Regions from separate parts of the Arachis hypogaea genome. Here region 1 is linked to region 2. Evidence: chromatin contacts called from public Hi-C data. All regions are on one chromosome and are shown on one strand. The core of a region is the stretch at or near the end of the contact, and the rest is flanking DNA. Distances in the headings are between cores, read along the strand shown. Region 1 has its middle 11 kb from the start of LOC112754920. Region 2 holds the start of LOC112754919.

Region 1 (6,816 bases), core at 2,235-4,734, 130 kb before region 2:
AAGCGTGACATTCTGATAGTAAGGGTGTTACATTAGTTCAATAAAACACATGGACGTGGACATTAAGGAGTCGGATGAAGAATACATTGACGACAGCAATAAAAGTAGTTCTACTAAGGATAAGGAAGAGTTTGTACTTGAAACCCTGGTAGGTGGAATAATTTAGTATCTTCTATCTGTCCTATAACTAGTTTCGGAGTTGTTAGCTGTAGCTAGCTACTATCACATGCTGAATCTTAATGCGATACATGAGCATACTCCATTTTTTAATATGAGTGAGATGCTTACAATATAGACAGCGATGTAAAATTTTGTATCGATTATAAATTTAAAAACGGAGAGATTATCATCCTAGTTATGAAGAATTACAGCATTTAGAGGAATGATGAGTATAGAATTATGGAGTCTGATTGAGCAAAATAGCATATGCATTGCATGTAATCTGTCGCATAATGTCTTTAGAATTTTTGTGTTACACTTCGACAGATTCATAGATATTAGTAAGCCACTATTTCGTAATCAAGTAATTATATTCTTGTTTATTATAATTATTTTGGAAAGAACGTATAACAATCTTATTTTAATTTGATAAGGAAGAGTGTAAATTTAGAGGGCCACACACTTGTCTCACCTCCACCATGTCTCAGGATTATGGATAGTTTGAAATCATTGTCCTTTCTTGCATTTGTATGTGCCATCAAATCCGAATATCTTACATATCTAAGAGAAAGGTCTAATAAGAGAGAGATAGAAAATGAAAAACATTTGAAAATTATATTTGTGCATATCTCGTTTACGGTGTAAACGAATTGATTATGCACATATCTCATTTATATATTTACTGTTACACAACATGTGTATCTGTGATACGTTCATTAATGTCTGTATTTTATCTCATTTACAGTATAAATGAGATATGTGCATAATCAATTTTTTTACATGATAAAATAATAAGACGTAAAACATAAATTGACCATAAATTATTTATATCCGTAAATAAAATATTTAAATTATTTATTTAAAAAATTCTATTTTAATAATAATACCTTATAATACTTATGAAAATTTTATATTTGACGGTTTAGACATGTCCATCTTTTTGAAGATTCATCACAGGAAAGTAGATTTAGGGTGTAGTAAGTAATAAAAACCGCTCAAAATTAAAGATCTTTGAAGCTAAATAGCAGGGCTATGGGGTAGAGCCTAATAAGCATCAAAACAGCTGAAACCTGTGGAAATAGGTAGTTAGAGACCCTTTAAACGCAATATCTGCTACAAAAGTAAGAATGGCTTCACTCCAACAAAAGGAATTGCTGAGCCACCTTTAGAAACTCGGTCATGAACATCAACATGGGAACACATCACATAGACATACAATTTCTCATGCTTCAGACTTCAGTCTTTACCCCTGCTTCTATTCAAACCACCCCCCCCCCCCCCTTTCTTCTCTCTTCTGACAATAAAAGATACTACACCACAATACAGAAGCAGAGTCATCATAAGAGGAGGGACAAATTGTGTTAGGATCAAGAGTTAAGAATCTATGACAAAGGAAATTAGTTAATAAAATATTATATATGTTATTGTATATATTTTTTAGGGTTCGTTGTATTTGTTGCAATTGCAAGTTTTGTAAATTATTTTAATTTTGATATGGCATAAAAATATTTTATATAATTATTTAATCACATTTATTCTTTAAAATAATTTTTTACGCAATTAATATAAAAAATATATTTTTTCTAACACGTGGTGTTATGTAATTGAATTTACGTGACAATACATTAAAATTAAATTTTTTATAAATAATGTTAGAAAAAAGTGTTATATATATATATATATTATATAAATTAACTAGTAAATCAGTTATTATATATTTATGTATATTTATATATATTATTTTATATAATTTTAATTTAATATATATTTTATATTATAATATATTTTATATACAAAAAACTATTTTTTTATATATAACATAATTTACTTTAAAAAACATAGAATTAAGAAAAGAAAATGACACTTTCTTTTTGATAATTAAGATGTTTAAATAATACTTATTTTTTTATTTATTTATAAAATATACAATCCCTCAATTGATTATATACAATTTACACCGTCTAATATATATATATATATATGAACAAATCTTAAAATAGTCTATAAAAAAGAGTAATTTAATAATTACAGTTTAAGTTCATAATTTTTAGATCACAGTATCACACAGAATTAGATTCGGCATGTAGTTCAGTCACAAATTATAGAATTCATTTAGGTACATTTAAAATGTTCCAATTAAAAATTGAAACATCAATGTTATAATAAATTCAAAGAATATATTTTTTCCTCTAAATAGATCTGATGATTGATATTTAATAGACTATGCTAATATAGTACTTACTTTCAAAAAATAAAAAAGAGAATTATAGTACTTGAAACTTCATCATCACCATGGACTTTAGGGTTATAGGTAAATTTATATTTAAAAATATGAAATTGCAAAAATGCATGAAAAATGATACAGAAAATCTTGTTTGAGTTGTTCTTAGAGTCCCATTTGAAATTACTAGAATAGTAGAATGTACACTTTTTTGTCTTAACTTGTCTCTTATTTATAGAATTATATGAAGAGTTTGATAAATGGTTATATAATATAAAAAAAATTAATATAATGCACACAATATTTGATTTCAACAAAATAATTAATTATATAAATTTAAATTGAATTCGAATAGTTATATAAATTTAATAATTTTCTATTAAAATTTTAAAATATTATGTTACTTGAATAATATTTACGTATAAATTATCACTTGCAAGCAATATTTTCACTGTATAAAAATAATATAAATCTTCCTATTATAATTATTATTTCTAAGTAATGTTTTGAATCTATATTAATAATTAATAGTAATAATAACATATAAAAATGTATTATGTACAATACAGTGTAGAGACTTGTCAATTCAAATATGGTGTAATTGGATATATAACTTTTTTTATTATGATAGTTTCTTCATCTTCAAAATAAATAAATTAATATATTCATTAAATTATACAATACAAATCAACTTAGAACATTGAAAGTTCCAAATCTTTGTGCGTTGCGCAACTTTACGTTTAATTAATTTTTAAGGTAGCTATAAATATTTTTATTTTTTGATTAGCTTTTGTCAGAAAAAAAACAATTGTCTTTTCTAGAGGGAATGGAAACTTTGGTAAGGAAAATTTAGGGACATATCTAAAATGTTGCAGTTAATGTATACCATTGATTTTTTGTGGATGGAGAATCTAATAGTTTATTGAAAAAGGGATATTGTAATGATGTCTAACAAATGAGAAAACGTTTGAATTCGGGGGTACATATAAAGGTGATTTTTAAATTCAAAATTCAAAATAAAAAGACATCCCAGACATACCATGTGTCTATGCAGACTAAAGAAATAGATAAATATACAATACAATACAAAGAAAGACAATAAAGAATTGAATAAGCCAATACTATAAAAAATAGAGTTAAATAGTAATGATGACATGGATGATGGATACCTTTAAATTTTCAATAAGAACGATATGCATAAGAAAAATTAAATAAAACAAATATTTTTGCGTGTTTCATATTCTTTAACATTTTACAAAAGTAAAAATACAAGAATATAATATATTTAAATTAAACTAAACATAGGTATATATAGGTTGCATAGAAATAAAAAATGATTAATTTAAAGAAAAATTTAGCAATAACACAATTGTATTTCTATTAACATCCTTAATTTTTTTTCTTTTTTGTAGATTAACAAATGACAAACACCCTTATTTTACTTTCTCAATAGATTAATTGTAGAAAATAGTAGAAAAAAATTATATTTTTTTTTATATTTGGAGAGTATCTCCGAAATAATGATAAAAATAATAAGATTATCAATAATAGTGTATAAATTTAAAGTATAATAGCATATTTATAAATGATTAAGTAAATATACAATAATATTTATAAATGATATTTTCAAAAATATAAATTATATAAAAATGATAATAATAATAATAATAATAATAATAATAATAATATATTATTATTATTATTATTATTATTATTATTATTATTATTATTATTATTATTATTATTATTATTATAAACTCACTCTTTAGTCTTTACTATTAGATTTAGTGTTGGATCCCATCTGACAAAAAATTCCTTAAGAAATAAGTTACCATTCTGATTTTTTGGTTCCGACACTAATAATGTTGGTATTATCGGAAGATTAATCGGACAATAAATTAATGAAGTGTTACCATCAGATTTTTTTTTACTGTAAATTCGCCGATAACAAAAGAATTATTTTTTAAAAAAGTAATAAATTAATTAATATTGTCAAATTTATCACATTAAAAATCAATGTTTTAGTGGTACTTTTAGTTAACTATATTATTATTATTATTATTATTATTATTATTATTATTATTATTATTATTATTATTATTATTTAACTAAATCATTTTTCTATACACAACAAATAAATAATAAATTTATTAATGAAATATTTTTTCAATCCAAATTACTAATAAAATATTATAAATAAATAAAGACTTACATATAATTATCTTTATATAAATTAATAGTTAAAAATTATTAAATAAAAATTTAATTAAATTTATTAAATTATTTAATAATTATTAAATATCAACTTCGTGAATACGAAAATAATTGCATACGAATTTTCATTTTATAAATGCGTCCTAAATTTACTTAGCACTGCAGCCAAAACGCTATAACGATATTAAAAATGCTATATATTGTAAGTCACAATAAAAAATGATATTCATGTAATTAAGAAAATATCGCACCATTAAATACTTTTTGAAAACTACCAATAACACTCTTAAATTTAGTTTGGTAAAATTTTTATTTTTTAAGAGTAATTTAAAAATTGTAACATTTATATTTGGTAAATCAAATTAAAATAATTTTTAATAAATATGAACAATAATAATTACGTTTGGTAAAATAGCTTTTAAAATTTAAAAATACTATAATAGACATAAATACAAGTATTAAATTTGAAAATTAGTTAACATATAAGTTTATATTAGACTTTTAAAAAGTACAAGCACCTCTTTGAAAAACTTTACCAAACCGAACCTTAAATATTTTGCTACCGATAAAACTATTTCTAAAAGATTAAAACGATAAAATAACATGACAAAATAAATAAAAAACTTTTTATATAAATAAAAAATTATATTTTTTTTACTTGAAAATGACTTGTTCGTTTAATTTAAATTTTTATAAAAATATTTAGATAATTATAAGTATGTACAAAAAATATTAGAGTAAAATTAAATTTATAAAACTATTTTTATTTTTTTAAAAAACATTTTGCCTCCCACAAAAAAATTCACAAAAATCAACGTGGCATAAAATATCAAGTTTAAGGATAAATATATATTTTTTTTAATTATATTTATAAAAAGCGATGCCAAAATCGATTTCTAAAATATTTTTGATAATACATTTCTACCATTTTGATTTTTTTATTAACATTTTTAAATTTATTCAGGGTGCTTTTGTTGTTTAAAATTTTCAGAGATATATTCGTCGATGTTTAATTTTTTTTTTTTAATTTACAAAACCCATAATTTGAAATTTTAGATGAACTTATTAAGACCACCACAAATAGACACGTCACACATATACATGTCTCTCATGTGAACTAACCACTACAGAATAATTATTAAAAGTACATATAGATTATAATGTCGATTCTCCTGTACTACATATTAGCTAGGGTGAAACCAGAGAATCAGAAAGTTTATGTGAGTATTGTTCTCTTCTATCTAACACATATATGCTTTTCAATATAAAGTCAATAACTGCATATCTTCAAAGCAACATTTGAAGTGATATATCATATATGTCAGGGAGTGATGGCCATATATTAAGAATCACGATGAAAACTAGGTTTAAACTAGGACTTGGCAATTGCAGTGCATGATGACTATGAACCACTAGATTTATATTCACTTATTCTTAGATGATTATCTAATATAATAACTTAATATTTTTTAAGGATTACTGAGTGTTTATATCCCATAATAAAAATAATAGAATATTTATGATGTATTGCAAAAAATTTTTCAAATAATATAGAACAAAATGCATAGAAACTATGACAATTCATGCGTATGTGAGGCAAAAAAAAAAAAATTGGATATGAAATCTTTTTTAGTGTTATTTTTAAAGATAAAGATGTATAGTGTTGAACTTTAGAGTGATGGATTTACTCTTTTTTAGTGAATGAGAGACTTTTTTATATATTTTTTTAAATTATTCCTAAAGCAACTTGCTTATAATGAGAAGAGTTTTTTTTTTTTTTTTAAATTTAAAAAACATCTTGCCTTTACAAAATAAAAGAGATTTTCCTTTATATATATATATATATATATATATATATATATATATATATATATATATATATATATATATATATATATATATATATCTATTTATTAATATTATATTTAATATTAATATATTAGTATTAATATATTTAGTTATATCGGTATATATAATAACATATAATAATAAAATATAAATTTAACAAAGTTCGTAACACACAAATAAATACATGATTATTACATAAACATATATGTCTTTATATAGACAAAATTTTTTAATAAAATAATCATTTTTTTAACAACTAATACATGAATACATAGGTGACACAATGAAATTTGTAGAATTTGCTTCAAATTGTATGTATATTTTAGATTGTTCACCATCTTATGAGTTGGCTTCATTATTCTTCCTTTGATTTG
Region 2 (7,061 bases), core at 3,162-5,661:
ACTCTTCCATGGCTCCACCTCCATCCCACCACAACTCATTATTCAGCATGCAGAGTGGATATTTTCATGTGATACTCAAATATGAATTTTTTTTTTTTTTTTACATAATGCAATTTTTTCTCTTGTGTATTTTCTGTTAATCTGACTTAAGGGTTAAAATTTGATGATAAAAATCACATTTGAGTTATGAAAAAAGAAGAGAAAATCCATTCCGCATTCAGCATCTATATGCAGCCCTTCTCAAGCCTTGATATGATTTTAAGAGTCTGTTTGACAATTTTTCAAATCAAATTGCCATTATGTAGGGTCGAGTTATACATAAATAACGTTTGGCAATTACTCAGATTTTTATTTACTTTATTTTTTTCGATTGTAATTACTTAGATTTTTGGGTGAGACGTGGACTGGCTAATTTTAACATTTGTGCTACATCAAAAGATAGTTATTATTTCAGGGTCTGTGTTTCATCACAGCTTCTATGCATGAAGACCACTTTAGTCATTGTTTCGGAAAAGAGACAAAGAAAAAGAAATTTATTTAAAGAAAGAACCAAATACAAAAATATATAAAGGTGTTTTTTCCAATCCTCTGTCCGCCAAAAAATAGGGATCAGACACAATTTTGGCATTATGGGAGACACTAACTAAACCTAGACATTACTCGAGACCATTCACAAGAAAACCCTTAGTGGGGTTTTTGGTAAACAAAAGTGCCATAGGCCTAAAAAACCAAATAGCCTACACTAAAACAGGAACATTTCGGGGCAGAGACATCCCCATAGCATCACTGATCAAGAGTTGCTCGATCCCCACAGGGGCCAAGTTCCAGTATTTAGTGTTGGGTGACTGAGTGTATAGTGTGGGTGACTGTTGTGTCGTTATCATGCTATAATGCCTAGTATTGAAAGTTGTCCAACCTATTCTCCTGACCAAAAAATGAAAAGACCATTCACAAGAGAATCTAACCACAGCTCATCAAAACCATTCACTTAAAGATGACCTCAAATCAAAATATCTCAAAAACGAAAATTCTCCATTAAGAAACACTGGAAGTGTTAAGGTGAAAGGAGCTCGAGCCAAGCAAATAATGGAGCCACGTTCTTATGAAACCATTAAAGGCTTGTTACCTACTCAATGGAAATCAGAGTCATAAGCAAAATTTATAACTAAATGACATACATGACATTCATCAGAAATCACATGATAATTATTATTTTCTTCCCTCTCTTAGGTGATTCTATAAACAAATTATTGGCCTTATTTTGGGAGAACATTTTTCGGAAAAAAAAAATAATTAAAACAGAGAAGAAAATCCGTTTCTATAGTAGCAAAGCCAAGGGTACAGTTTATTGTATATAAATCAAAACTTGACAAGAAAATCATGATCTTAAAACTGAAATTGGAAATTAACGACCTTCAGCACCAGTTATAAAAACGGAAATGATGGTTGCATTAAGAACCCGGTCATAAATCATAAATTGCTACAGTTATGCGGCTCCAGATTATCTTCAACCTAAAAATAAGGGAATAAAGGTTTACAATACATAGCAAAACATGATCAACTGGTCTTCGGATCGGGCATGGGAAAGAGGCTGCCGCTTGCACCCCTTGGTGGTGCAAAACCCAAGAACTTCTGCAAATTTGTTCGGATGCTAATGGAACATAAGAAGTATAGAAATGCCATGGAACAATCAGTGGGGTCACTACCCTGTAACCCTCGATGGCTCATCTTCATAACAAGACCAAAAGGTTTAAAGGGTAATTTGGCAACTACCTTGCCTTCAAAGAGTGAATTTAGCAAACCAAAGACCACAAAGAGAACTAGCGCAACCACACCCCCAGACTTGAATTTGAAGAGAGACAAGTCACGACTGGATTCTTTCAGGCTTGTCTCAACACGGTCAATTTTTTTGGTCTTAGACTTCTTGATGTTGATTTTGTTGCTCTCTGTCTTCATTGTCTCAAGCTTCTTGGAGGCTTTGTCGATTGAAGAGCGAAGGTTCTTGTATGAATTGGTGCGGTAGATCAGAACCCATGAGATAGCCTCACAAACAATAGCTGTGCAGAAGGAGATGCCCACTACAGTTAGACCATCTGAGTACTTGAAATCTGAGAAAGGATTTGCCATGGAATGGAAGGAAGAATTTACGGGAAAATTATAGAATTAGAACTGGATGTTGGTCTGAACTGTTGTTTTAAGCTTCCAAAGCCTGTTAATATATAGAGACCAAATCATATATCATAGTGTAGGGTACGATAAATGATTTTTATAATTAAATTTATACTATATATATTAATTCATTCTAACCCATACAACATGTTTACAAATAATAAATATAAAATTATGAAAATACCAATTATCTCCACATTATTAACATAAAACTCATTTTCACAAATATGTGTGAATAACTATTGTCCTTCCCTTCCACAATACACAATAAATAACCATCACAGAACTTGACTTCGGCTACTTGCAATCCATGTGCTTAATGTATAATTAACAAATCTTAAAGGGGAAAAAATCCTTTAAGAAGAAAACAAAGTGAAAGAACTGATGGATGTAGAGCGATTTATATCAAGTTATCGACATCCCATTCCTGTCTGAGTGTCTGTCATGTTTAACAAAATGCAAACATCATGGCATTAAGAAAGTGATTTGTGCAGAAAAACAAACAGCAACCAGGGACTTGTCACAGATGTCTTGATGTTCAAACATAAAAAGCTCATACTGATTTGGTTGTAAAAGTGAATATCCATAAAATTAAAGAGGCAAGAATTAGGAAGCAAATTTACCTGGGCTAGCAAGGAAGCTTCCCTTCAAACTATGTCTCCAATTTCAAGATAAACTACAACTTCAGAAATATGAAAGTCACATAAAGTGCAATCACATAATAACACTACAGAAGCAACTAACATTATATAAAGTATAACCAATTAGCAATAAATAATCATCATTTAATTTTGTGATTGGTAGAGACTAAGGGAAGAGATTTAGAAAAGAGGATCTGTAATTTTTGAGAATCAATATGATACACGGTGCAACCTACTTATAGGTGTTTAGTCGTGTGAAAAAAAGAGAGGAGAAAGATAACTATTTAAGTTAAATTCAGATAATAATTCAAGTATCTAACTACACCATCCTAACTAATATTTAAATACTCGAACAGTGAGAAACTAAACACATATCTAAGAATGTTAATATACACATAGCAGCAACTAAATTACCAGAGCTACATAATAAGGATTAAAACTCTTCAACATCTATACACACATTAAATGAGTAAATGCTCATATCAAGCTGGTCCTAGAAATTATTTTTGAATCAACTTGGTAACCGATATTTTCCCATGAATCAAATTAGACATTGTGAAAACTTCCATTAACAGAATGCTATCGCGAACTGTTAAGTGCCAAAGTGGCACTCAAGCAAGACGAGATTGTTTCGTTGTTGAGTGAATCCCACGAAAACGTCATATTTGCCCTTCAAACACCAAATACAAAAATGAATTCACACCCCACCCCACATTAACTACTATTTCCCAGTAAAACAAACAAATTCTTATTCTTCCAACTCATCTTATGTCATCTTCTAGCCACTGTAGTACCACCTGATGACAAACCTATCCATGCAAGGACTCCATTAATGAATCGCAGGACGAACATGATTCACCGAGAAAATATCAGTACCACATTGATTCAAAAAATATTTGGGAACCAACTTGATGCAAGCATAAAAATTTAGGGACTAGGTTGAACATTTGCTCCAAATTAGATCATAAATTCTGTGCATAATTAATTCCAAGTTTCTATTAATATTTGAGTAAAAATCAACTCGAATCAAGTGATGGATCAAAGAACATCCAAATCTTCTTATTAAGGCAATACAAGATTGACATTAAATCTTCTTATCACACGAATCGCAAGTGATCGGAAAGCAAACATATATATATGGGCTTTTGCGACCTAAATGTTTAGATTTTGAATGTAACCGTCAAAAAGATTGGCCAGCCTCTCTACCCACTGAAATCTGAACTCCAACGGGTAGGGGTTGGACACAAAAGAAAAGATGTGATGTCAAAAGCCTTTGACTTCTAAGTTCTAACTTTAAGATCAACCAATATCCAAAACAGATAATAATAGCAACAATAACAATGATGATAACAAGAATAACAATCATAAAGAATTGAAGTTGGAAGACGCATTAGGACGGAAACAAATCAAGATAACCAGCACAAAGACGAAAGCGAAGAACACATGAAACAGAAAATTGGAACCTGCAGTTGGCTGTGACTGATGTGGAAGACGAGTGGAGCCGCTGCGAAAAGTGAGGACCGAAGAAAAACAGCGATGGGATTAGATTATTTGATCTGAGAAAGAAGTAAACAAAATAATTTGAGATCGTGCGACAGGTTTTTTTTTTTTATATGTTGGACGGAGTATGAGAAGAATTTTAAAATAGAGAAGAATGAGCCCTGTATGCTGCGGCCTTTATTGCTGAGCCCACTTATAAATCAATAATGACAATTATTATCACTACAAAAATTAATAATGTTATTTTTTATTTTTTAAAATTCTTCTTTATCTTTGTTGTTTTTCGTCAATGTTTTTTTAAAAATAATTTTAGGATAATATGCAAGAAAAGAATGAAAAAATTACTCTCTTTAATATTAAAAAAATTTAATCATTTATTTAAGACCATAATATGAATCAAAGACGAAGGGATTCTTTAGATAATTTTAAAAGTACTTAGTTAATAGTAATCATAGATAATAGAGAAGGGAGTTTTTGGATAATTTTAATTTCTATAAAATATCTTTTCTTGAATAATATTTAAAATAAATATTTTAAAAAATAAATCATCAAAAATTCTGTTGAATGATCAAATCGCTAAAAAAATTATTTTTTGAATTTATTAACAATAAAAATATTCTAAAAAAATATTTTAAAATATGATAAAATAACTAATTGTTAAATATATAATTTTAGAAAAAGACTCTATAGATGGGATTTTGATACAATTTTTTGTGAATATGATTAAAAATTAAAATATTTGTTATTTTTAAAATTTGGTATTTTTGAGTCAAGTAATATCTTTTGAAAACTTTTGCTCATGGCCAAAAATAATTTTTAAAAAAATAAAAAATAAAATTTAGATATCAATTTTTTTTATACACTTTCTAAATAACTATCCAAATATTTTTATAAATTTTCATATTAATCACTTGCATAATATCAAAAAAGTGCTTGCACAAACTTCTATTAGTAGCACCAAATATAATGTTATTGAGATAAACATACTCCCAGAATGATAATTTTTTTTATTTAAGATAAATAATGTTATATCAACCTTCTACGAATTTTTTGCAGAATCTACAGAGCCCACAACGACAAAGACGTGGATGATCCTTGTAGATGGGTTATTCAACAAACTCAAAAGTGGAGCAAGGATTCTTAAAGATCAACAATACAATACAAGAATATGAGTATCCCTCAAAACTAGATGGTAACAAATGAAGCCTCATTCAAGAAGCTCATTGTTGGTATTTAAATTTGTCTAGATATTTACATGTTATTGTTGTTGTTATTATTTTCTTTTTTTTTTTAAATAAAATTAAAAATTAAAAAAATAATTTTATTTTAATATTTTTTATATTAATATCCAAAAAAAAAATATGAAAGTCACCAGTAATAAGTTGGCAGCAGATCAAAGTAAGAGAAAAGATCTTTAGCAGCATGAAGATATTGAATAACAAAATCATGCTCAGCTCATCCCCAACCTGTCATCGAAAATAACTGCCAAAACATGTGCGAGTGCTGAGATTTTCTTCTTTAGTTTGTATTGATGTAGGAATATTTTTTTTATAGATATTACAAGTTAGTCTAAAGAGATCATTATTGTCGGTAGAAATTTTAAAAGAAGTAGTTATTTTAAAATTTCAACAAATAGAGATAAAAAAAATTCTCAAAGAAGATTGTTGAAGGAATTTCAAAGAATCAGTAAAACTAACATTATTCTTGGTATGCAGTTTTTTCGCTACATTTTATTTTAAATTTTCTTTCAGATCTAACATATAAATTTCATCGTTTTCTTTAAATTTTTATGATATTAATGTGATTTATATATTGTCTAAATCAAAAGTGTCTTTAAAAATGTAAATAACCACTCCATCAACTGTTATATCAAAGATTATAATATGATTTATTTTATAATTTTAGTTTATTTCTTCTGTACTTTTTTATAATTATTTAATCAATATTTTTGTAAAATAATATAATATTATCATAATATAATATATTTTATAACTCTTCAAATTATCTAATGATAAAAATTAGAAGAAGATTAGGATACTGGTTAAATTATTCTATCTAATATTCTTAAGAATTTTATTTCAGATTTAATCATGAGCGAGCTATGATTAAACTTAATTTCATAAAAATTATTAAAAACATAATTAATTAAGTTGTCACCAATGGTGTTAAAAAGTTTCGGTTAATAAAAAAATAAAAATATATATATTTAAAAAAAGACTAATTAAATTAAATTCATAAATAATAATAAAGTAAAAGATAACCGTTTGAACGGATAAGATAGAGTGTTAGTACTTTTTTCATTCATAATCAACCCCCAAATCTAAACTCTGGTATTACAGTTTTTTATTTTTTTTATTTATTTTTTTTTCTTTTACATCTAGTTAATCATTCCATTTTTTGTGAAAAATTTGATTAATAGCGACTTCAAATTTCATAATACGATTTCCTTTAAAAGTGACGAATATCTTTCTCATCTCTAGATCGCCATCAAGTTACACCGTTCCGGATAAGAATGTTGCGACAATTTGACTACTCTACTAAAGACATTTTTTGTAGGTCAAGCCTTATATTAATTTTTTTTTTCATTGATCTTTTTTTCCTTAAATATATATCTTGTATGTTAATTTGTATTTATATTATTTGTACATAAATTGTTCCATTATTTTTCATCACATGTACTCACAAGCTCTAAATCCGAGCTCAATACCCATAAGTTAGATAAAAGAATAAGCTAAGTAATGTTGTTTTGTG

Evidence for each region. A called contact is a pair of places that touch in the nucleus more often than the background predicts.
Region 1: a Hi-C map of leaf shows a contact between it and region 2, with 2.7 times the contacts expected there. The contact joins the enhancer-like site here to the promoter of LOC112754919 in region 2. A contact is called at or near these places in 2 of 8 Hi-C or Micro-C datasets (both in leaf).

The regions. Positions count from the first base shown.
Region 1 is chr16:127,098,154-127,104,969 of arahy.Tifrunner.gnm2.J5K5, reverse strand. No RefSeq gene overlaps it. Among protein-coding and RNA genes, the nearest start is that of LOC112754920, 11 kb to the left of the region's middle. Within about 2 kb of position 3,484, at least 1 of the 3 cell types and tissues checked has open chromatin away from gene starts, as enhancers often do.
Region 2 is chr16:126,966,121-126,973,181 of arahy.Tifrunner.gnm2.J5K5, reverse strand. LOC112754919 reads right to left here and starts at 4,411. Exons shown (of 3, transcript XM_025802741.3): 1 at 4,274-4,411; 2 at 2,793-2,851; 3 at 1,382-2,209. The coding sequence starts at 2,127. The coding sequence ends at 1,558.